Regions from separate parts of the Sus scrofa genome. Here regions 1, 2 and 4 are each linked to region 3. The links are chromatin contacts, called in public Hi-C and HiChIP or PLAC-seq maps. All regions are on one chromosome and are shown on one strand. The core of a region is the stretch at or near the end of the contact, and the rest is flanking DNA. Distances in the headings are between cores, read along the strand shown. Region 1 overlaps SYN3 (synapsin-3). Region 2 holds the start of TMEM263 (transmembrane protein 263). Region 3 holds the start of PRDM4 (PR domain zinc finger protein 4). Region 4 holds the start of CRY1 (cryptochrome-1).

What was found. Hi-C and Micro-C count contacts between places; a contact is called where the count stands out from the background. HiChIP or PLAC-seq counts read pairs in DNA pulled down with a chosen protein or histone mark.
Region 1: a contact with region 3 is called in a Hi-C map of embryonic fibroblasts, with 1.9 times the contacts expected there. The contact joins the enhancer-like site here to the promoter of PRDM4 in region 3. A contact is called at or near these places in 1 of 5 promoter capture datasets (fetal skeletal muscle), 1 of 47 Hi-C or Micro-C datasets (embryonic fibroblasts) and 1 of 2 datasets of contacts at active chromatin or transcription factors (skeletal muscle).
Region 2: a contact with region 3 is called in a Hi-C map of skeletal muscle, with 4 times the contacts expected there. The contact joins the promoter of TMEM263 here to the promoter of PRDM4 in region 3. A contact is called at or near these places in 1 of 5 promoter capture datasets (fetal skeletal muscle) and 2 of 47 Hi-C or Micro-C datasets (both in skeletal muscle).
Region 4: an H3K27ac HiChIP or PLAC-seq map of alveolar macrophages shows a contact between it and region 3. The contact joins the promoter of CRY1 here to the promoter of PRDM4 in region 3. A contact is called at or near these places in 1 of 5 promoter capture datasets (fetal skeletal muscle) and 1 of 2 datasets of contacts at active chromatin or transcription factors (alveolar macrophages).

The regions. Positions count from the first base shown.
Region 1 is chr5:12,067,967-12,074,064 of Sscrofa11.1, reverse strand. The region is part of intron 2 of SYN3 (synapsin-3); the gene reads right to left. Among named protein-coding and RNA genes, the nearest start is that of MIR9790, 42 kb to the right of the region's middle. Within about 2 kb of position 1,899, at least 35 of the 83 cell types and tissues checked have an H3K27ac peak or open chromatin away from gene starts, as enhancers often do. A contact at or near this core is called in embryonic fibroblasts, where this site is marked.
Region 2 is chr5:13,395,920-13,401,849 of Sscrofa11.1, reverse strand. TMEM263 (transmembrane protein 263) reads left to right here and starts at 4,438. Exons shown (of 3, transcript XM_021091567.1): 1 at 4,438-4,644. CRY1 (cryptochrome-1) reads right to left here. Exons shown (of 18, transcript XM_021091562.1): 16 at 1-5,468.
Region 3 is chr5:12,635,522-12,641,830 of Sscrofa11.1, reverse strand. It overlaps PRDM4 (PR domain zinc finger protein 4), which reads right to left and starts at 3,441. Exons shown (of 12, transcript XM_005655523.3): 1 at 3,323-3,441; 2 at 2,703-2,969. The coding sequence starts at 2,713.
Region 4 is chr5:13,271,410-13,277,777 of Sscrofa11.1, reverse strand. It overlaps CRY1 (cryptochrome-1), which reads right to left and starts at 2,229. Exons shown (of 18, transcript XM_021091562.1): 1 at 1,444-2,229. The coding sequence starts at 1,601.

The DNA.
Region 1 (6,098 bases), core at 650-3,149, 570 kb after region 3:
CATCACTGGGGCTTCTTGTGCACACTTATGGGTAGCCCAGCCCAGGTGGCCAAGCTTCATCTCCTCACTCACACTCTCATCAATAGTTTTTTGGCCATGTCTGGGGAGGATAGATCAGGGAACCGGCCTGGAATTGGGCCTGGGTCCCTATGGGAAGTGAATTCTACAGTTCTGGGTACCCACTGCATGATCTCAGGGTGCAATCTGCAGGGTCCTCCTTTGCTGTCAGAAGGGGCATGGCTAGTAAGGCCAGAGCAGGACTCAGGGCAGGGGTCCCTGCGGCTTGGGTTTAGAACTACTGGATGATCCTGGGACCTCAGGATGGTATCTAATGAGTACATTCAATGGTGTACCGGAAAAAGCATGGATCTAGGACCACAGAGGCTTGGGCAAAATCTTAGCTCTCTAGCTTACCCATGGCGTACTCTAAAACGTACTTAACCCCTCCAGGTCACAGCGTCCTCATTTGTCAAGTGGTGATAACATCTACCAGCCAAAGTGTGGTGAGAAATTCACTAGATCCTCCCCACCCGTGGTACTAAGTAGAGTGTGTGGACCACCCGACATGATCCCAGCATCACCACTCGCTCGCTGTGCAACCTTGGGTAACTCACTCAGCATCCATGTGCCTCAGCTTCCACATCTGGAAAGCCGGGATAATCACAGTAATTATTCCACATGGATGTTAAATGAGGATTAAATGAGACACGACGTACAAGGCACTTAGAATGGTTCCTGGCACATAGTAAGCTCCAAAGTATACAGCCCAGGGCCTGAAACAGAATTGACAATGACAACAAAGAACCACTGAGTGTTTACTCTGTGGCTCCGGGCGCCATGTGCAGGGACCCCAAATGTAATCTTTACCCTTATGGAGGTTACAGAATGGAACACCTCATGTTGATCTGTCCCATCAGTGCAATAAGTGATTGATGATGATGCTGACGATAAACAGGTGGCACTGGCATAGAAGGCCTGCGCACCCATCATATCCCTCCTCCTATTGACCCCAGTGTCAACCCCTAGGAACAGTAGGGCTGGGACCAGTCCCCACAAGCTCAAAGTCACACAGAGCCCCTAAGCAGCAATGGTGAGGCAGATCTTGTGCTTTAAGATTTTTAGGATTCGGTCCAGACCCTCTAGGTCCTTCATAATCTGGACCCTGCTGACCTATGGCCCATGTCTTCTCCTGTTTTCTGTTCACCTCATGAGCACACTCAACTTCCTGTGACTCCTGTGCTTGTAGGATTCTGAGTCTTTGCATGTGCTGCTGTCTCCTCTGCTTGGTTACCTCTTTCTGTTTCCTTGAAAGCACCCCCCTAACAAGGCTGGGTTCGTATTCCTCCTCTGAGCTCCCATGGGGGCTTTGCTTAACAACCCTATAACACATACCACTCCGTGTTGGAATCACATGTTGTTTGCTGTCCCCTGCCCCCACAAACCTAGTCTGTGAGCTCCTGGAAACCCGAAACCGTGTCTCAGTGCTCACTGAATCCCCAGTATCCGGCACAACGTGCCAGGGCACAGGCACATGTCTAAGGAATGTTTGCTGACTGGGTAAATGAATAATGTTTCCAGGGAGAGGCCATGGGGCATCCCCTGCTCCAGGTGCTCTACTGCCATCTACTGGTACACTGTTGTAACACACAAATCCACACCCATCACAAAGTGGGGTCACCATTCAGGGTCCAACATGCACAACCAGCAGCCCTTAACGTGATCCTAGCTGGGAACCCAGAACATGCTGCCCTACACCAATACCACCCAAGCAGCTCTGGCCTCCATGGGCCTCACCTTCCCAGGAAAAACACTTGTTTGGGCAAGAAACACTTGCCCATCTCTGGAATGTTTACTGCAGGGCCTGCCAGACGGACTCAGGCTGAAGCTGAGGGTCAGGCGGTCCATCCCCCTGCCTGGCCGGGAGTCAGAAGTCTGTCTCCTGACAGGCCACACAGACTGCTGCCTCCTTGCCTGGGGCTCATTCAGGCTTGAGCAGCCTCTGAACAGTTCTGTCTGGCAGAGGGAAGGGTAGGGATGGTCTGGAATTCTAGATGCCTTGGGGGCTGGGGTTGCTGCCTCTATAATTGCCTGGCTATTTGACCTCAGGCAAAATGGATGACCCCACTGTGCCTGAGGGCTCTGTTTCCCTCATGCAGGCCTCTTCCTAATGCCCTAATATGTTATCCTCATAATGAGCTCCCTGAATACGCAGGCCAATCAGTCAAGTCCTTGGCCTTGGGAAGGGGTGGGGGGGAGCTCTTGATTCTATAAAGCTTCCATCTCTGTGGGTGGTCTCATATTTTACTGCCACATCAGAGGCACCAGGAAGGAGAATATTATAAAACCAGTGCTGCCTGGGGTGGGAAATCCCTGGTTTGGGGAGGCGGGATGTGGTGTGTGAGCAAGATTTATGGGGAGAGATACCGAGCTCTTTCATGGCTGTAGCAGGGGCAGAAGGAAGAGGAAAATTAGCACAAACAGGATCCACCTGTGTCCAAGCAGCGTCTTTCTAATAAATCCGTCTGGGATGGAGAGTCAGTGTGGCTAGGCCTTGGCGATGCCCTTACCAGGGAAGAGGGGTCAGGAAAGTTCTGTCTCAGGCAGAGCCCTGCCTGTTGGGGGGGTAGCGGGGGGCAGGGAGGCAGGGATCCAGCTCTAGAAACAGATTTTCATGTTTCTGATGCAACTGCAACATGTCCGTTGCACATTTGCAGCCTGGACAGAGCTGGGGGAGATGGATGACAGACCCCATAGGAGAACTCTGAAGGTGGACACCCTCAGGGTTTTCCCAGTTAGCAAGATGAGGAGGGGCACATGCCAGGTTGGATGGGTGGAGGTGTGGCAAAAGCAGGGCCAACTCAGAGATACAATTCTAGCTCCATTTATTTACTCCCAAGAATAACTAAAACTCCTGGTCCCCTCCCACTCCCAGATGGGGCCCACCAATGACAGAACAGCCTTGTCATACCTCTTTGCAACTGGGGGGCTCCAGTGAGTTAGAATGGGGGGCACCCTCTGAGGGTAACAAGGCTCCTCATTCCTGCACAGGGATCTGTGAAGGTAAGGTTGGTCAGACTAGGGTCCCAGGCCACAGGATGTGCTGAGGTCTCCCCACTGGTTTCTGATAGCAATAAGGAAGACTTGTATGGGCAGGTGTCTGGTCACAATCACATCATTTATTCACTCCCTCATTTAACCACTATTTACTGAGCCCCGTAAGGACTAGGCACCCTACTAGGCTTGGGGAGGGGAGATTGATACAGTCTCTGTTCTTGTGGAGCTAACAGGCTCTTGGAAAAGTCAGGAAACTAACCAGATGAAAAGAAAATGATGAATGCAATGAATGAGGTTAAAGGTAGGATGTGGGAGCAGGGAGATCTGACCTGGGGTGGTTGTACTAACGCTTGTACTAACCATCTACTGTGTGCCAAAACCTGCAGGCTCTAAGCAAACAGGGAAGATCACTCAGTTCTCGGCCTCAGGGGGCTTACTACCTAATAGCAGGGAGAGACCCATAAAGAGCAATGAACCACTCAGCCCACAGAAATGGACTCAGCCCAGTCTGAGGGCCTGGGCTGCTTCCTTGGCAAAGTGGTCCAATTTATCCATCCATCCATCCATCCATCCATCCAATATTTGGTACGTATCCTTTGCCAGGACCAAAGGCTGCCAAGATGAATCTGAGAAGGTCTGGATGTGTGTGTATTTGTGTGAAAGGTACAGACAAGGACAAATGAGTTGGGCAACAGTGGAGGTGCTCAGGGGGCTGATGAATTTTCCTAGGGCATGTCCCTAAATGTGCAGGAAAAATGAGTGACAGTCATGTATCAGAAGACCTAGATTTGAGTTGGCAGCTCTGGCACCTGCTACATGATTTGGGGCAGCCTCTGCTTCCTTATCTACAGGGTGGGGATGGGAAGAACTACCCATAGAGTCATGAGAATTAAGTGAGGACAAAGATATGAAGGCCTCTGGAGACCTGCCAAATCCATGCCAGCAGGTGGGTTGCTCACTGGTGGGTGCTGGGGCATACTTCACCCTTCAGGTAGAGAGGTGGGTGGCACTGCTAGTGTCAGAACAGACCCAGGTCCTCTCCAGCTCTGCTATTTATTTCCTAGGGCTGCCTCAGACAAACATCAACCTTCCTGAGCCCCAGTCTCATTTGCAAAAATAAGTACATTGCCATGTCTGCCATAAGGCCCCCTGACACCATATCCCTGACACATGGCAGGTGTTTAATGTTCATCTCTTTCCTCCTGTCCTTCAATAGCTGGGGAAGTAAAATAGCATTTCCTCATGCCAAGAGGAGGGCGGTGGCAGCATCTTCCTTGTTCTAAATGGAACTCCTGCTTCATGTCTAGCAGAATGGAAACCTGTCTTGGCTGCCCTCTGGGAGCTCCTCTTCCTCCCCAGCACCAGCCTTTAGGGTAAAATTGTCAGTCACTCACCCTGATTGCAGAGATCATGCTAAATGTTACCTCCCAGTCCATGGCCCTCTCCTCTCCAAAGACACAACATTGTGTCACCTTCATTTCCACAAAATTCTAAAAGTCCACTGCCTTCACTCCACCAAGCCAGTTCACATTTATAAGGCTAAGCTGTTCCCTCAGTAAACATTAAATGAGCATCTATTAAGAACCCAACCTAGGGAAATCCCCATGGGAAAGATGAGACACTGAAAGATAATTCATACCAAGGTGCAAGTGGTTAATACCTGATCATTCAGGAAAAAAAAAAAAAAAGAGGTTTAGATGGTATAAAGAGAATGAGAAGGAGGGGACCATGGGAATATTGCATTTAATTTAAAAAGAGGGTGTGGGGCAGAGTTCATTTGTGGCTCAGCAGTAACGAACCTGACCAGTATCCAGGAGGATGGCGGGTTTGATCTCTGGCCTTGCTCAGTGGGTTAAGGATCTGGGGTTTCCAAGAATTTGTGGTGAAGGCCAGCAGCTTCAGCTCTGATTAGACCCCTAGCCTGGGAACTTCCATACGCTGAGGGTGTGGCCCTAAAAAGAAAAAAGAAAGAGAGAAAGAAAGGGCACGTGGGGCCTGTCACTTACTCACCCATCCATCCATCCAGGGTCTACTATGTGCTTAGAACTGTGCTAGTTCCCAGGAATTGTGCTGAACAAAACAGCCCCCTGTCACTCTGGTGCTTACAATTTAGCTGAGAGACAGAACCAAATGAGGAATATCTACTCCTGCCTTCTTCATCAAAAGCTGCCAAGAGGCAAAACTCATAGTCCACAGTCTTTTTTTTGTTAGACTTAAATGATATACTTTTTTTTTTTTTTTTTTTTTTGCTTTTTAGGGCAGCACCTATGGCATCTGGAAGTTCACAGGCTAGGGATCAAATCGGAGCTACAGCTGCCAGCCACAGCCACAGCAACACCGAGCAAGGCCAGGCATCAAACCTGCATCTTCATGGATACTAGTTGGGTTCATTACCACTGAGCCACAGTGAGAACTCCCACTTTTAATTTTAAAATAGAAAATTCATATAAAATAGTCATAGAAAAATCCTGGCTTCCCTTGAAAATCAATAACTCGTCAACACCAGTGTATTCCCACAATTGCAAAAACTGGCTGAGTGGATGGCCGCTGCTACCTTCAGAGGGGCATCAGTTCTCGCCTGACAGTCCCCGCTGCTCCCTGTTGTCTCTCTGTAGCCAGAACCAAGTGGCAGATATATTTGTCATAGAGCTGGTGCTGTTGTTTTCCTTACAGCAGGGAAATATTCTCTGTGCCTGTGCCTTTTCCTAACACCTGCCCCTTCACTCACTGACCACCTTGCCTCCCGTGAGCAGCTGCCCAGGCAACCCCTAACGTAACTAATTTCATTCTGAAGATGGCAATTAGCTCAGTGCAAATCTCCAGGAAGACCACACCCTTGCCTTTCTGCAAATCCAAGGTGGGAAGTCAGGAAAATGGACACAAAGCACCATCCCCTCTCTTGCCATCAGACAGCCTCCGTCCTGCAGAGGAAACACGTCCCAGGCAGGCTTCCACAGGCCCCAAGAGGAGAGATGTTCTGTAATGAGGCTGGCCTCTGCCAGGCAGAGGAAGTCTGGAAGACTAGGAACAGCTATTGCTAGGAG
Region 2 (5,930 bases), core at 3,189-5,688, 760 kb before region 3:
TTGCAAAATGATGTCCAGCATCATTTGTTTCTTTTCACTATCTTTTGATAAGGTTCTATTTAACAGAGAATTTATGTAAAAATCTATAAAAAAGAAAGTAACTCTCTAGATATGGTATGGCAGTCCTATGGCTGGAGATGGGAGGGTAGTTCCCTACGTTTTTCACTCATGAGAAATGGCTAACTAGTATGTTCCACTATTCCATAAACATGCATGGTATAGGACAGTTCAGAAAGAAATTTCATTGCTCTCTACCCAAAGATCACCAGGAACACACCTGTGGTTGAACAAGTTAAGCTAATTACTCATTGCAGCAAGGGAGCACACACACTATGGGGAACCATACGGCATCTCAGTAAGAGGGTGTTAGAAAGAACTTATGTTAAGATTTGGGTTGTTTGGTGACTTAAAGGACTTTGATCTGAATTGGATGCTGTCAGGCAGCAAGGTTAGTTCTACAGTCGGGTAAATTAATAAATCTTATGTAGAAAGAAGGAAGACTAGAATGAGGATAAATCTACAAATGGTTAAGAAGCAATGGCTGCTCACATTGGTTTGATATTTTCAGTTTGTGTATTCCACTTGGTGACTTACATAAAGTTTGTTTTTGTCTATGTTGAGACATGATTATGTAATAACCTTATTTTTGTTCTGATCCATCATGAAGTAACCCTTTCTGAAGGTGATATTCTCTGAAACAGTTTATATTCAACAGAAGGCACCAAAGCCAAGCTGTGGCAGGCTAGCTCCTAGCAATACCAAGACCTAGCTGACAGCAACAGACCAGTCACTTGATGTCCAGGACTGCTTTTCTCTGTCTCAGAATATAGTGGTTAAGAATTTAGGCCCTACAGTTAGAAAAAAAATGTGCTTGATTCCAAGATGTGCTTTTCACTAGCGGTAGGCCCTTGGGTAAATTATCTAACTTCTCTATGCCTCGGCTTCTTCACATGAATATGGGGGTAACAATAGTTCTTGCCTTCACATGTTAAAACTAACGTCAAGTAAATCTTAAGTTATCATTATTACATCACAAAAAATATTAAGGATTGGGGCAGCAAAAGGAAAACCAAGAATAGTCCAGGTAATTGTGCCAGGAAAGTCAGAGTAGTAAGAAAGTGAGAACAGAAAAGCAAAATATTTTACATTCAGTGGAAATCTGAATATAAGTAGCCAGCTCATTTCAAAATTCCAGGATAATACATGATATCTGTAAAAACATGTTGAAAATAGGAAAATGTGTGGAACCTTATACCAAGTGATCTGTCATTTAAATGAGTTTACACAGAAAACACTGAGAGGTTGACAAAAATTATGATTATTATGCATATGCTAGGAGGAAGATTCTTGTGAAAGTTAAATTTGGATTCCTTTTAACTTCGATGTACTATGAGCCTGTAAACAATTTATTTCTTGTTTTCATGTTTCTGGTTTTCACCCTGCTTCCTACTGGCCCTTACTTTTGAACTACCCTACCTTGTCAAACATATAATATCACATCCAATTTCTTTAGTTTTTCAATAATGAAAAAGGCTCTGTGTGTAATTAACTACAGGAAAAGTCAGCCATTTAAGAAATTGGAAAATTGATATAAGTGGTATTAAGAAACTGTTTGAGTGGTCTAGCATGGAAGTTCCTGTCATGGCTCAGGGGTAACAAATCCGACTACTATCCATGAGGATGCAGGTTCAATCCCTGGCTTTGCTCAGTGGGTTAAGGATCTGGCATTGCCTTCAGCTGTGGTGTAGGCTGCAGATATGGTTTGAATCTGGAGTTGCTGTGGCTGTGTAGGCTGGCTGCTATATCTGCGATTCTACCCCAGCCTGGAAATTTCCACAGGCCACAGGTATGGCCCGAAAAAAAAAAAAAAAAAAAAAAAAAAAAAGTGGTCTAGCCATTAAGGATCTTGTAATTTTTCACTGCTGTGGCTCTGGTTCCGCCCCTGGCCCAGAAACTTCCACATGCTGAGGGCATGGCCAAAAAAACAAAGATAATTATCATTTATCGGAGTTCTCACTGTGCGACAGTGGGTTAATAATCTGGCATTGTCTCTGTGGCAGTGCGGGTTTGATCCCTGGCTCTGAGCAGTGGTTAAGGATCTGGTGCTGCTGAAGCTGTGGTGTAGATACTAGTTGAGGCTAGGATTTGATCCCTGGCCCAGGAACTTCCATATGCTGCTGGTGCTGCTGAAAAAGGGCAGAAAAAAAGAATTTGTTTTATTAAAAGGAAGTTACTGCTGAAAGGCATGAAGGTCTCATTATTTTGACATGATACAATCTTTCAGAAATACGTTTCATTTTTATAATCTAAGATGGGATTTCACAGAATGGGACTCAAGAACTCAGCACATTCAGCCTATAAAACAAACATGGCCTGACTTCCTTGAGGCTCTTTCTGCTATAAAAGCGTATCCCATATCAAGATAGCATCCTTCTGTAGAAGCCAATCCATCAAGACACTTAGTTTCATTTTAGATCTAGGGGTGGGTGAACATTGAGTGGTGCTATTCACTTTTACAGGTAAGAAAACTGAAACAGTAAGAAATGAATGCTGTCAGACTTATAAGAAATATATAACTACCTATACTTGAAGTTTCAGAAGATTCAGGTGAACTCAAAACCTCGCCCAAAGAACTGCTTTACATCCTGGTTGGTTTGAGATGGTTTCAACCCATTGTGGATTACAACTTCAATAAAAGCAAAAATGTAAAATCTCCCAGGAGTGGCTACAGTTTTACTAGTCATTTATATATTAAGGATTAAACTCTCCTGCAGAGAGAAAGAAGTGGAAGGGGAACAAGAAACTGTGTAATCGTGCACCTCATAATTTTGCCTAGCATTCACATTGGAAAGATCACATTTTAAGTGGTTGCTGTGATAACAGGAAAATAGAGTTGTTATGTACCTCTTTCACATGTTGAGTAGACACAACAATCCATAGATCCTGCTAACAATTCAGATCATATTTTAAAGTGACAAGATTTTTGCATCTCTCCTTTAACTTCTGGAAAACTAAAATATCTTGATAGTCTCAGAACAATGGTCTAAGAAGATATGAGTTGCTGCTTTGATAAATCAATGACTAGGCAGAAACCATAAACCATATTTAGGCCATTCCATTCAAGACCTGGCTCAATGTAAGCTTCTTCCAGGATGCTTTCCTTGGTTAGCACGTCCTTTTCTGAGCCTTGCCAACAGTTATTACTCAGTTGCACCAAACTGATTATTTTGCATTTGAAAAAAAAATTGTGTGACCTTATTAGTTATCAAACATACTAAGACAAGCGTGTTTTGTCTTGCTAATCAATCTGTGAAGGAAGACCTGACACTTACATACACATATAGGAATTCAGTTTATAAAGCCCTTTCACATCCATCATTTCTTTTGATTCTCTAGAAAAACCTATCTATGATGGACTTACTGTAATCTTCATTTTAAAGGTGTGGAAAATGAATAGATACCCCTTCTCTAGTTTAGCAGCCTTTTCACCACTTATCTCGTTCAGTCCTCGCAACCACCAAGCCGTGAGGTGAGATGCCTCACCTCACAATGGGTTCAGGGCCTGACAATATCCTCTTACCGCTGCACTCTTCTCACCACCTTCCAGAACCGCAAGCAGAGCCTCAGCCTAGATGGGGAGACCTGAAGATGCACCACGCTAGGCGGCAGGTGGCGAGGGAGGGGCGCGAAGCCAGGATTCCTAATTCCAGGTTTCCAACTCCCTCCTCTTAGCTACTAAGCACCCACTCTCTTCAGCCAACTGAAGAGAGTGGGCCCCTGGCGAGCCCTCAGCACTGCGAGAGCGGTGGGTGACGACGACTGATCACAGGAGTTCTTCCTTTTAAGAACCTCAGGTCTAGGGCAGAAGAGACTTAATAATAATAATAATAATAATAATAGAGCAAGTCCTCTCTGGTCACCCCTGTCACCTGGGCAGTAAAGGCACGTCGAGAGCCCCAAACTGAAAGGCGCAGAGAAGTCCCGGCTGGCGACCGTCCCATGTTCCTTCGGGCCAACGTTCTGAATCCCTAGCGACCGTTACTAGCAACTAAAGCCAGAGTCCGAGAAGCAGGCGGCTCCAGCGCTTGCGGGCCGCAGCGCCTCAGCCTACGCATGCCCGGGGCTCTGAGCCCCTCGCCCGATCTGATTGGACCGAGGAGGAAAGGGGGCGGGAGGCCCCAGGCGGAGGCGCGCTCGCAGGCCGGCCCTGGGTTCTCGCGGTGGCACCTAGCGGGCGAAGGGGCGGGAGCTTGGCCTGGGAGCAAGGGGGGGGGGGGGTGTCGCGCGTGCGCACCTCGGGAGGCGACTGTCTGGGGGCTGCTGGGAGGGCTGGGCAGTTCGAGAAACGGGTGGGCGTGTGCCGGGTGGGCGCGGGAGGGGCTTCGTGTGCGCTTGCGCGTCGAATCGCGAGCCGCGGGAGGAGGCGGGAACTGAGGAGGCGGTGGAGGGGGCGGGTCGCGTCCGGCGCCACGTCCGCAGCCAGAGGCCGCCGTCGCCAACCGAGTGTTCTGGTTCCACAGCCAGAGGAGGCGTCTCCGGAGCTCGCAGTTGACCCAGGCTGTGCCAGCCGCTCAGGCCGCCTCAGCCCTCCTCGGTGCTGCCCGGTCTTTTCGCCCGGCCCCGGCGTCGGCCCCCGACCCGGCGGTAAGTCAGGCTGGAAGGGTAGAGGGCGCCGTCTCGGCTTCTTTTCCTCCTCTCTGTTGCCTTTTTCCGTTAGCTCTTCAGCACCTCACCGCCTCATTCTCTGGGCCTGGCTGCTGGGAGTTGGGCCTTTTGGGGGGACTGAGCGGGGAAGGGGGAGGGGCGAGATGATGTTGGGGGCGGGTGGAGGTTCGTTGGCACGGTTGCCCCCTCTTACGGGTCTTTTCCTCCTCGGTGGTTTGAGATTGCGACCCTTCTTGGAAGCATCTGCCTGACTTCTTAGCTCCTGGGGTGTCGGGTTGGGGGAATGGGGGTGGGAGGGCGTCAGCAGCCTGGGAGATGAGAGGAATGTGGCACAGGGCCTGGGTGCTGGGCTTCCCCTCCCTGCTAACTCCTAACCTGTTGATAAATCATTCTCTTGGGTTCAGGTCCCCAGTGGGCATTCACCGTGTTCTTCACAGGTAGCCCTACCCGCCCCCTCCGTGCATAACCTAAACTTGAAAATGTAGCAATGGAGAGAGACGCTGATGGCACCGGGGGCTGCTGGAGCACCCATCAGTGCCGTCATTGCCTTCTGAGTCTAAATAAAATTCGTGTCTGCTATATACACACGCATTCTCAAGTCTGGTCCCCAGGTTCCTACTTCCAATCAGATCCTCTTTCCTAAACAGATCTCCTCTTGTATGTTAGAATAGGAATTCTGGAACCCTGTGGGAGTGCGGGTGTGCTGGGTGTCCAACGTGGAGCGGAGGGAGGAGGTGCTGAGCTCAGCCCTAGCCAGGGCTCCTCCAGGGTCATTTTCTGCTTCTCCTGCCACGTCACTCCCTCTGGTAAAGAAGAAGGAAAAAAAAAGTACTTGCTAGTGCCCAAAGGGATCCGTGGGGGTTGAGAAGGGGCCACTGGGAAAGGTTTCGAAACACCTAGAGAAAGAGGAGAGTTTGATTTATTATGTCCTTGTGAGCACTTGTGCTGATTCTAAATGAAAATACTTAATTTACTGTGTGCGATTATTTGCTATTGTTTAACCTATGTAAAACTTGCACTGGCGTGGGTGCTCTAAAGGGCTTCCCAAGAGTATTGATATCATTCCATCAACAGGTATATATGTGTGTGTACGTGTCCACGTCTGCTTTTTTTAAAGAAAGAGGGAAGTAACCTTGAATAAACCCTTATGCATCCTGTTTTGATTTTTTTCCACTTTCATTTCTTTAGTTTTTGTTATAACGTGTACTGGAAAACAGGTTCAATAAAAATATGCCCATATGTAGAGAACATCGTTAGAAAAGTTA
Region 3 (6,309 bases), core at 2,192-4,691:
AGGACTTTTTTAGACAGCTTGTTTTAACTTAGTCAAAGAATTTTTACTACTTCTTTTTACTAGGAGTTAAAGTGACACTGGGTTTGAATTAGATTATCAATGTGTGAAGAAGTACATCACATTTTCTCCACAGATCAGCATTTTATTAAAATTCTGTATAGAGACCTTAATAATTAATCAATGATCTTAGTAACATCCTCCCCATATCAAGGTTCACTAGATAAGCTTTGCTAAATATTTTATTAAAAATTACTTCATATCCTCTCATCAATTCTTCAAAATAATGGAGGAAAGAGACTCAAAAGAGGGCTCTTCATATGCCCCAAATCACACAGCAGTGCAGTGGAAGAACATCGATCATGCCACAAGATACCAGCAAAAAAGTTTTTCATTACACCAAACTTGTTTTATTTACAGATCATTTTTGGCAGGCTGAAGAACCTAAGAATTGCCTTTTCTATGCAATCCATCTTGTAGTGCCATTAGCATTGTCATTAGAATAAGAGTAATACTGATTTGAACAAGACATTGTTGGAGGGTGTTATCAATGAGTATTAGTTTCTATGTCAGAATTTAGAGACTGCCATATTATAAACATAATTTCAAGAGGCTACCCAAGAGGTTATCCAAAGGTCACCAGTGACCTCCAATCCCTATCTTGGGTCTCACGGTCATGCAAGTTCTTCTGTGTGTGCCTAAACATGTAATTATTGAATCTAATCTTTATAACTACTGTGAGGTGGGCATTATTCTTAATCCCATTTTAGAGATGAGTAAACTGAGACCCAGGCTGAGAAAATTAAGCCAAAATTACTTAACTGGTTAAGCGGCAGAGTCTGGACTTAAATCCAGGTCTGCCTAATTTGCAAAACTAGTCAATCACAGAATTGGGATTTAAATCCACGTCTGCCTAATTTAAAAAACTTGAGCTCTTAACTATGACAGAAAAAGACAATTATGATAAAAGAACCTTTTTGCCTTTTATAGTTCCAACACTTTAGGATCCGTGTATTTACATTGTGGGGTATGTTTAAAGTCCCACACAGACCTGTTCCTGCACTATTCTATATCCACAGGCTTCAACCTTACCCCAGGCCAGGTATCTCATAAAACTAAGCTCCCAGACATTAATAAAGTGTACAAAGCCAACTGAAGGTAGTACCTGGCATAGAGCAGGCACTCTGAAATATGCATCTGGTTTAGATACAGAAATGCAAACTCACCCTTACTAAAAAGACAATAAGAATCACATGGCAAATGAGATACATCTTATGAAGGACAGCACATTAATAACATATTTAATTATGCTGTATAAGAATGCAAAAATCCTTACAGCCTAAAGAAACCATAGCTACCTTAATTGTCAAAGTTTCTGGGCTTGGGATGGTTTAAAACAGACTTTTCCTGTAACTCTTTATAGCTGCAAACATTAACTAAAACTTTATAATCACAAGAGCAGTAATGATCTACAAAAAAAGTTACAGTAAGTTTTTTAAGTACAGCAGAAAATATAACACTGTAAATCAATTATGTTTCAATAAATACTTAAAAGATAAATCCATCAGCATCTCATTTGAAAAAAGATTTTTTAAAGTACAATTAAACGTCTGTAGCTTCAGATCGCATGCTGAAAATCTGACTTTTAATCTGTATACTTAATCTCAAGATAAAAATCAAAATGGTGTTTCTAAATTGACTCCTAGGCCTTCTCAAACCAGTTCAAACCAGAGTTTAATGTGAGAGGCTCAGCAGATTTCTGCTTTGTCGTGAGTCACTAAAATGTGATGACCTCAGCAGTCATAAACCAAAGGTAACTAGTATCCCACAGAGAGAAAGCAGATGAAGGAATTTACAGTATGAGCCTCACAAGGCTCGCTCATTCCAAAGGGCAATTCTATTCTAGCTACTTCTCTCATGTGGGATTCTAGGAAGCAATCTTGGGAGAAGAGCCAGAAATCAAGATCCTAAGCTCACTCTTTTCCCCTATGCTTTCGCTGCAGAATCAATCCCTTCATCATTTCTAGTTTATGTGACCTATGCATGAACCATCTGTTGATCTTATAACTTCTTATAATGACATATAAAAAGCTAACTGAAATGCAGCCATTTTGCAAATGCAATGGACAGTTTCAGTAACTGGAAAGAATTTTTTTCTTAATCTTCCTTGTCCTCAACATACAACCTAGGAAAGGGGCCCTAAAAAGAACAGCCAAATGTAGCTATATGTCTTTGGTACACTTCTGCACTGTACTGGCCTGGTACCACAAACTACTTTCAACATTAACACGAAGCCTGCAGAATTAAAAACTTTATTTCTCTACATTACCAGCCAAGCCAGATGGGGACCAACAAAATTCAAGGTGAAGCATGGTGATGAGCTAAGAATACACTTCGAAATCTAGATCAAAATTTTATTAAATGCGCATATAACTCAAAGGCAAAGATAAAATGTTAAACAGCCAACAATCGACGTATAGCTATTTGGAACGACTACTCACACTTGGAGAAAATCAAGTTTAATGAGAGTAAACTCAACTCAGCACTACTTTCTGGATTTTTTTTGTTCCCTTTGGGACACAAATCCATTTGCAAATCGCACCTGTAACCTGCCCAATGGCACCAAAAACAAAGACACTCTCAAGTCTCATCTTCTAGATGTTTTCCAAAGATGTCACCAGCGCTGAGCCCACCAAGCTACTCACCTGTGATGCATCTGCTGGGGGCCAAATGTCAAAGAAAGGCGCACACAGGTGGCGGGGAACCGGCATCAGGGTTTGCGTTCCAGGGTCACGTGCTACCGCATCTTGCTTACAACCGCTGCACAAACGCGGCCCCTCGCCCCCGAGGCCGCCCGGGGCCGCCCAACTTCTCCCGAGGGCCCGCGGCCGCGCACCCCGCCGCGAGATGGGGCATGCCGGGGGACACCCGGGGCCTTTCCTCCAGAAGCTTCGGGAGGGGGACTGCGCAACCTAAGAGGGAGGACAAGGGCGGTCACCAAAGCACGGGAAGGATGCAGCCCACGTCCCCTTGCCGCCGGAGAGCCCGGGCCTGCGGACACCGCTTCCCAAGGGCGGCCAAGTCGCTCGCCCGGCCGCCGGCAAGGGGCCCGCAGGCCGCCCTCGCCCCGCCCCGCCCCGGCCAGGCCCGCGCGCAGCCCACCTGCCGGCCGCGCGGGGGGCGCACGCGCCTGCCCCACCGCTTTGTTCCTCATCCAGGCAGAGCTCGCCGCGGGGCCCTCCCCTCCCGCACGACCCCGCGCCCCGAGGGCCGCTCGCCTAACGTTTCCCGCCCGGCCCAACCCGCGGTCTCCTCGGGGCCGCACCCTCCAAGGCGCGTTTCCGACTCCTCAGCCACTCTCCGCGCCCGCCGCTCCTCCCTCGTGCGTGCGCCCCTCCCCGCCGGGAACCGCAAGCAGCGCCCACCGCCGGCTCGCCCCTCCCCAGCCCACCCCACCGTCTCCTGCCGCGCGTGCGCACCGCGGGGACCTGGGCCGGAGGGGGCCGGGCCGCCTGAGGATCGGCCGGGAGCGCCGCGTCTCAGTCGGCCCGGGTCGAGTCGAGCGCCGAGCTATCGACCCTGTTGCTAAGCAACCAGGGCTGACGTGTAAGGAGGGAGTGGGTTCTGAGTCCCATAAATCCCCCAGACTTCAGGTTTCAGTCCTCGTGTCATTCTCCTGTTAGGAAAGCGTAAGTCCACACATGCCCGCAAGGTTTGAAACAAGGGCCTTAACCCAGAGATGTTGGCTGTTGTTGCCCAGGAGGAATTGGGATTTTATCCCGAGTATTTGTCAACACAGGTTACACCTATAGGTTACTCAGCTTCCCTGCTTGAAGTCATAGAGTGCAGGGTTTGGGATTTTGTGTACATTTCCTTCTTCCTTTTTTTGCTCTTCGTCCCCTACTGCATGCCAGGCACTGTGTCAAGCCCTTGGGATACTGAGATGACTTTAAAGGAAAATGTTCCCAAGTTCACGGCAATTGAACATGGAAACACCACCACACTACGCTGCCATTCACCAGCAGAACTGTAGAGACCCAGGAATTCTCTCATTCCGAAGACATTTAGTGAATTACATCTCAAACAAAGGGATGCAAAATAACAGGTCTTGACTTTCGACAGCTTGCCGAGTAGTGGAGACTGGTGAGTTTTGAGAATTAGATCTTGTGAAAGACAGATGCACATACAGTGTTTTGGATGAGAGCCTGAAGTGGTGTCAACTCGTATAATCTTTCCCTTCCTTTACCTCTCATACGGAGAAAGAATATTCCAAATTGAGGGAGCTAATCACTGAACATTGGCACGTCACAATAGTTTTCCTCCCTTATTTGGCAACAATACCTAAATCAAGAAAGTCATCATACCACAAGGAAGTGAGAGACAATATCCCCTAAAATGCCACATCCATCCAGGGGCCTAGGGAATGATGATGTGTCTTATAAAGGCTAAATTAGTTCTCCCTGGTTTTCCATGCCTATTCTTTTTAAACAATTTTATTTAATTTTGGAAGTGTAAAATCAGGTCAGATAAATTTAAGAGCTAAAACTATAATGCTTACAGAAGAAAACATATGAGAAAATCTTTGTAACCTTGATAGGACACAAAAATCAGGGACCTCCAGGAGTTCCCCTTGTGGCTCAGCAGTAACAAACCCGACTAGTATCCATGAGGATTTGGGTTTGACCCCTGGCATCACTGGTAAGTATCTGGCATTGCCATGAGCTGTGGTATAGGTCCCAGACGTAGTCTGGAAGTGGCATGGCTGTGGCTGTGGTTTAGGCCAGAAGCTGCAGTTCCAATTCGACCCCTAGCCTGGGAACTTCCATATGACACATGTGCGGCCCTAAAACGCAAAAAGTAAATAAAAAGTATCCAAAAATCAGGAACCTCTAAATTTTGATAAATTGAACTTCATCAAAATTTAAACTTTTGGGGAGTTCCTGTCGTGGCACAGTGGAAACAAATCTGACTAGGAACAATGAGGTTTCGGGTTTGATCCCTGGTCTCCCTCAGTCGGTTAGGGATCCAGCATTGCCATGAGCTGTGGTGTAGGTCACAGACATGGCTCAGACCCCGCGTTGCTGGTGGCTGTGGTGTAGGCCGGCGGTGCAGCTCCAATTTGACCCCTGTCCTGGGAACTCCCACAAGCCACAGGTGCGAGCCTAAAAAGCAAAATAAATAAATAAACAAAATTTAAACTTTTGGTCTTAAAAAGTTTAAAAGTCAAAATAAAATGTCAAGCCAGAGATAGGTAGAAAATATTTGCAAAACAAGTATCTGACAAGGGACTTGTATCTGGAGTGTATAAAATACCCTTAAAACTCAATAATAAGATAAACAGCCCTGTTTGGGTTTTTTTTTTGTTTTTGTTTGTCTTTTTGCTATTTCTTTGGGCCCCTCCCTCACATATGGAGGTTCCCAGGCTAGGGGTCGAATCCGAGCTGTAGCCGCCGGCCTACGCCACAGCCACAGCAACGCAGGATCCGAGCCTCGTCTGCAACCTACACCACAGCTCACGGCAACGGCAACGCCGGATCCTTCACCCACTGAGCAAGGGCAGGGATCGAACCTGCAATCTCGTGGTTCCTAGTTGGATTCGTTAACCACTGCACCATGACGGGAACTCCCCTGTTTGTTTTTTTAATGGGCAAAATACTTGAACAGCCATGTCACCAAGGAATATACATGGATGGGAGTTCCCATCGTGGTGCAGTGGTTAATGAATCCGACTAGGAACCATGAGATTGAGGGTTCGATCCCTGACCTTGCTCAGTGGGTTAAGGATCCGGTGTTGCCGTGAGCTGTGGTGTAGGTTGCAGACACAGCTCTGATCCCGCGTTGCTGTGGCTCTGGTGTAGGCCGGTGGCTACAGCTCTGATTCAACCCCTAGCCTGGGAACCTCCATATGCCGCGGGAGCGGCCCAAGAAATAGCAAAAACAACAACAATGAAAGAATATATATGGATGGCAGTTAGGCACACAGAAAGATGAGTAATTATTACTCATTAGAGAAAATGCCAATCAAAACACAGTGAGGTAATATTACACACCTCCTACACTGGCCAGAATTTAAAAGACTGACTATAACAAGTTTTGGTACAATTATGAAACAACTGGAACCCTGACAATTTCCTGTGGGAATGCAAAATGCTATATCCATTTTAGAAAACAACTTAGCAATTTTATATACCATATGATTCAGTAGTTAGACTTCTAGGTGTTTACCTCAGAGAAAATAAAAACATACGTACAAAGACTTGTACACAAATGTTCATAGAAGCTTTGTTTATAATAGCCTCAAGCTGGAAACAA
Region 4 (6,368 bases), core at 980-3,479, 640 kb before region 3:
CTTATGTCACACATACAATCTGTTGACAAATACTGTGTGTTCTGCCTTCAACATACACGCAACATTTGACTATTTCTCACTATGTCCACCATGATCACTACAGTCTAAGCCATTATCATATCTCACCTGGATGAAAGCAATGAACTGCTAACTGGTCTTCCTGCTTCTTGCCCACCTCCACTCTACAATTCAGTCTGTTCTCAGAACCACAGCCAGAGACTTTTTTAAAAGCTTGATTCAAATCACATCACTTCTCTGCTCATACTCCTACAGTTATTCCCACTTTGCTATGAGTAAAAGCCCAAATCTTGACAACTGCCTATAAAGCTCTACTCAATCTGGCCCATTACATCTTTGACCTCATTTACTACTTTTCCTCTCATTTACTCTGCTCCAGTAGATCGGTTTCTTCTGCTATTCTTTCCAAAGGTTAAGAATATCTCCATCTCAGGACCTTTTATCTTACTGTTCCTTCTCCCTGGAATGCTTTTCCTTAGGTATCTGTAATCTATTACTTGCTTCATCATCTTGCTCAATATGGGTTTTTCCCTATCACCATATTTTAAATTGCAACTCCAATCCCACCCCGTCGTATTTTTCATCCCCTTTCTCTGTATTTCTGCACATCATTTATCACCACTAAATACTATATACTTTCTGGGACATGTCTTCAAAAAGGACAAGAATTTCTGTCTGTCTCATTCAATAACTGTATCCCTGGTGTTTTAAACAGTGCCTGGTATACAGTAGGTGATCAATAATCTGTCAGCTGAATGAATATTCTCATTCCACCAGGCGGTCTAACAATCATCTAGCCTGGCATTTCGAGAAAAGATGGTAAAACTTCTCTAAGATTTCTTCCAGTGCTCTGAATCCTAGGATTATACTTTGCTTAGAAAGAAAAACTGTGCTGTGTCTAGTCAACCACAAGGAGGAGTTGAAAGAGTTGAGCAAAGGGAAATGTAGTCTTCCTTGCTTTTCCCAAAACAACCTCAAGGTGGAAGAAAACTGGGTTTGGAGGCGACAATACTGAATGAATGATTTTCTCCATTCTATGAGTTACCTAGACACACACAAACGTAAACATTAAAAACCGCAATCCCTTCAGTGTCACACGGCGGCCAAGGAAATCAATCCATGGCCACTTAATTGGAAGGGGTGGTTCTTTAACTCCCCCACTAAGAATTTTCCATAAACGCAGAAGAGTCCTCATCAGCACAGAGATACATAACTCATAGCTGAAGGCCAAGGTGTTCCAGGCTGCCGGCACTCTTCGGCCAGAGAACCATTAAGCCCATTCTATTTAATGCTTAAAGCACCTGCAATAATTAAAACTGCATAAGCACAGCGGTCCCAGGTCTACATTCTTAGATGTGGTCGATCGCACGTAAAGTCCCAATTCATGAAACAACGAAATCAATTTCTCACAGGATTTTGACTCACCTCCACCTGTTGATGCCCACATTGGAAGAGCCGGCGAACCAGGGGTCGAGGATGTAGACGCAGCGGATGGTGTCGGCGCCCTGAATGCACTCCTTCAGGGCGGGGTTGTCGTGAAGCCGGAGCCCCTTTCGGAACCAGTGCACCGCGTTCACCCCCATCCCGGGGGCGCGGTGGGCGGCAGGCGGCGCGGCGGCGCCGCCGAGTTCCTGCCCCGAGAAATTCAGGGCAAGAGGGTCCAGCTCATAACCGACACCCCCGCTTCCAGGAGAATCGCCGCACCCAAGGAGTGAGGAAAGGGCAGCAGAGCGGGGAAAGGAAAAAATGAGTCCGAGTAGGGGACCCGCGAGGGAGAGGGCGCTGCCCGTGCGGCTGGAAGATGAATGGAGATTGCCCAGTCAGCGGAGTCCTGCCGTGACGCCCTTTAAGAGCCGGCACCCGCCACGACCGCCTGGATGAGACGCCTAACTTCGAGGGCTCCGGACCCCCGGAGGATGAGCAAGTTCCACGAGCCCGAGCCGCCACGACGGCCCGAGCCGGCGCGGGCAGCCCCAGGAGATTCGTCACGGAAACCTCGCCCCACGGAGGCGGCCCCTGAAGCGCAAACGGCCCGCCTGAGGCAAACCACCGACAGGGAGGAGAGAGAATTCAGCGACTGTCGGCCACGCTACCTCTCGGCCCAGGAAAGAGGCGTGAGGACGGAACGCTGAGGCGGTGGTCAAAGCCGCTGGACGGTTGCCGGCCCGAGACCGGTCCCGAGGCTGCCCGGGTGACTCCTCCGCCACCGCCGCGTCAGCGGCCTTGGCCCCGCCCTCGGCTCCTCATTGGACAGAGCGCTCCCCACGTGACCCCCGGCACCTCACGTTTCTGAAGTGTGTTTACTACAGCGGCTCTGACTGGGGACTCTGCTCGCTATTCAGTCTCTAATTTTTAGACGGCAGCCGCTCCATCTCAAAACCGTCGACCCTCGCCCAGACGCTAGACTCTCTGCCTCTGTCCTTTCCTCCGCGGACGAGTCGCCGTTGCCTGAAAGCGCCCACGGTGACCAGAGGCCCCGTGTGAGGCAAGATTTAGCCCCGCCCTCGGGGGCCGTGAGCGGCCACCATTGGCCGAGGCTCTCCGAGACCCGGATGAGCACGGGTATGCGGGGAGTTCGCGAGCGCGCGCTCAGTTCCGGTAGGCGCGCGTGCGCACTCGCTGCCTTACGGAGGGAGGCGAGGAAGGCGGGGCCGGGCTGCTGGAGCGCGCTTGGGGCTTTTTCCCGGGGGGTTTCGGGGGAAGGCCAGGAAGCTTCCTGGTGTCTTAACAGGAGGCGGTGGGGGCGCCAGGTGGGGAGTGCGGGCGGTATGCGGTGAAAAGAGCGGAGTAAGAGGCTCCCCTTAGACGTGGAGCCCAAACCATGTGCTTCCTTCCAGCTTGACTGCAGAACCCAACCCTGCCTTGGAGCGTGTAGAGCTGGCGTCCTTCTCATTCTTGTGGCCCTCGAGGCAGAGCACCCTTGCACGTGCTCTGGGGAAGAGGGGTAATTCATAGGATTGGTGCCAGGTGTTACTGCAATTCCTTGATACCATCTGTATATTGTCAACTTGTCAGCCCTAGTTTCTTAAAGTTGGTGCGGTTTATAGGGCTCTTTGTGATGGGGCCTTTGCCTACCTTTCTAGAGGCAATGCTTCATGCTCCAGAGCCTATTATACTTTTAAAAAGTGTTTCATGTTTCATTTTAGGTAGTTTGAAAGTAAGCAGATTGTGTCTAAAGACACAAGAATTATTTTCAAGCATCCAAATGCAACAGTTGTAAGTAGTATTGATTTGTGTAGAATTGCCTTATTTTTGCCTATTGTCCATTCAATAAAGAAGGGTTTTTTTTTTTCTTAAATAGCTGTATGTGGATGTATGTAACTTTCATTACACCTAAAAGTACTAACTTTTTATAAAAGCATCAGTACTGTCAATTGTGCATTCCTCAGAGACTGAAGGGTTTTTAATGGCATATAGATTGTTAATATATCTTTGAGAGGAGTAACCATTTAATAAAAACTTTGACTTAACACCTACTATAGGTCAGGCACTTTATATTGGTTATTATGAGCCCTCATAATAATCTTATGAGGCAGCTTAGTATTACTTAATTTATGCCCACTTTGCAGTTGAAGACATTGAAGCTTCGAAATAAAAATAAATAGATGAAACACCAAGACTGTTTCTGAATCCAAAGCTCTTTCCTTATCACATCCCTCACTGACACCACCACTCCTGTTTTTGTTTTTGTTTCCAGAGTGAGTGTTTATGCATGAAGAAAGATGGTGTGGGGAGTATTGTTAGGAATCTCATGTAATTCTGGTTGACTCCAACATCCTGGTGGTGAAAAGAGTATGGGACTAAGAGAAAGAGAGTGGATAATATCTCAGCTCCTCATTAATTAGTTGATGATCTTGAGCTAGTCATCTAGGCTTTCTTGGACTGCTTAATTCATGTATAAAAGGGGAAGGATTGAACTAGATAATTCATAAGTTCTCTACACTATTTTAAAATTCTAGGATTCTATAAGCACAACCCTGCCATGGGCTCAAAAATAGCTATGAAGAGTCCTCCTAAATATTCTTTGAACTACAAACTGTGTTAGAAAAATCATTATCGCTTTGATATCATGAGCACCCTTGATAAAAGTGTGTCAGCCTCTAAATTGAAAGCCTGTGTTCTCCCTTGACCCCATCTTGCAGAGGTGGTTTTTGGCATGCACTATCAACATACGAATAATGAAGGAGTAGACAGAGCCATCTGCTCATTCAGTTCTGATGTGATGTGACAGTTCGGCTGGTAGCCCCTGGCTGAGTGACCCCCAGCAGTGGAATCTTTGGGGGGATTGAACTTAAATGTGTTAAAGGATTTTTTTTTTTTTACTTGAAGTAACATTGGCTTGTAATATTATATGTTTCATATGTACAATGTTGCATTTCAACTTCTGTATACACTGTAGTGCCTCACCACCAAAAGCTTAGTTTCCATGCATCACCATACAATTGACCTCCTTTACCCATTTTGCCCTCCCTGCATCATCATTTTTTAAGGTAAATTATGACTCACATATGCATATAAAATGAGCATGTCACAGATTTCACTTAACTTATTAATTAATGAGGGAACCAGTAAGATGTTACAATGGAATAAAATATTCTAAAGAGCAGTTGCATATATAGGCCACTGGGAATGCTAAAAATTAATTTGTTTAATATAGGCAAAACTTATGCAGTTGTGGGGGGTATCAATTTCACTTTCAGAGGACAAAGTCCACTTGCGTGTCTGTAGATAACATTCTTTCGCATTGCTGTCGATTATCTACAATTTACAAAGTTGTAAAATAATTGAAAGATAATGACAGGCAGATAATAACTGGAAGGGTACCCCAGACAAGAGACCTAGTAATCTTTTTTGCCCATTTCAAAGTCATTCATGGTTTTTGTCACCTCCTCAGAGGTCTTCCCTGTCAGTCCATTTTAAAAAGTATCCCTTCTTTCTGTCCATCTTAGTTTCCTATTTACTTTCATCATAGCACCATTTTTTTTTTCTTTTTAAGGCCACACCCAAGGCATATAGAGGTTCCCAGCCTAGGCGTCAAATCAGAACTGCAGCTGCCAGTTTACGCCACAGCCACAGCAACGCCAGATCTGAGCTGTGTCTTCAATCTATACCACAACTCATGGCAATGCCAGATCCTTAACCTTCTGAGTGAGGCCAGGGATTGAACCTGTGTCCTCATGGATGCTAGTCAGATTCATTTCCACTGAGCCACAATAGGAACTCCCATAACACCAACTGTTACACGTATGGTTTTGGTGCTTTACTTATTTATCATCAGGCAATCTATACCTGCCCCCACCCCACATGCAAGCTGTAGGAGGAGATATTTTGATCTGTCATATTCCTCGTTATACCAAGCACATGCCACAGTGCCCGGTACCCAATGGACCCTCAGTCAGTATTCTTCTACAGACCATGACAACACTCAATTGATCATATGAACACTGTCCTTCATCCACATGTCAGATATCACCTTATTGCCTCTGAGCTCCAAGTTCACCTTTCATGCTTTTTCTATGTCAATGGAACTAAACCCTGTATGGATTTCTCCTTCACCGCTGGCACTGTATTAACTATTGTCAGTAGAGGGTGCTGGAGGGAAACTGAAGGAGGAAGGGGCTTCTCTTCCTAGTTCTGGTATGCTTGGTTTTTTTGTTGTTGTTGTCCCTCCATTGTTGCCAAAAGAGCATGGGGAGGCACATGTATTAGGCCATCAGGCTCTCTGAATCCACAGGTACCACATCTATAGATTCAAGCAACTGCAGATCAAAAATATTCAAAAAAAATTTTCCGGAAAGTTCTGTTGACAAAATTTAATCAGTTGATCTAAGAAAGAATTGGAACTTTTTATTCAAGCCAAATTTGAGGATAATAACCCAGGAAGACCATCTCAGAAAGCTCTGAGAACTGTTCTGCTTCTTACAGTTGAGACACAGTTTATATAAGTTTTTTGAGACAGGGGGCTATACATCAAATGACTCATTATTGGTAGTTTACACAGTCCAGATATAAGCATCATCCTGGTGGGACATGAGACTTCTTATAAGATCAAGAAGAAATGTTACCTTTAAGCAGTTGTCTTGTTGATGGCTAAGAGAATGTTGCTCTTTATGGTTGAAAGGTGTTCCTGCCCACAGGGAGGTTTGGTGGATGCATAATACAGATTCACATGCACAGTGAGGGAAAGAGAAGGCCAAAGGGCAGAGAAGAATTTTCATGTTTAAGTTTTTCTTGTCTTGCCATAAAATGTAACTTTTATTTTATTGTTCCAAAAAGCAAAATTTGAATTTGCTGTGCACAGTCAACTATTACATATCATTTTCATTGATCATTCTAATTTGAACAGTATT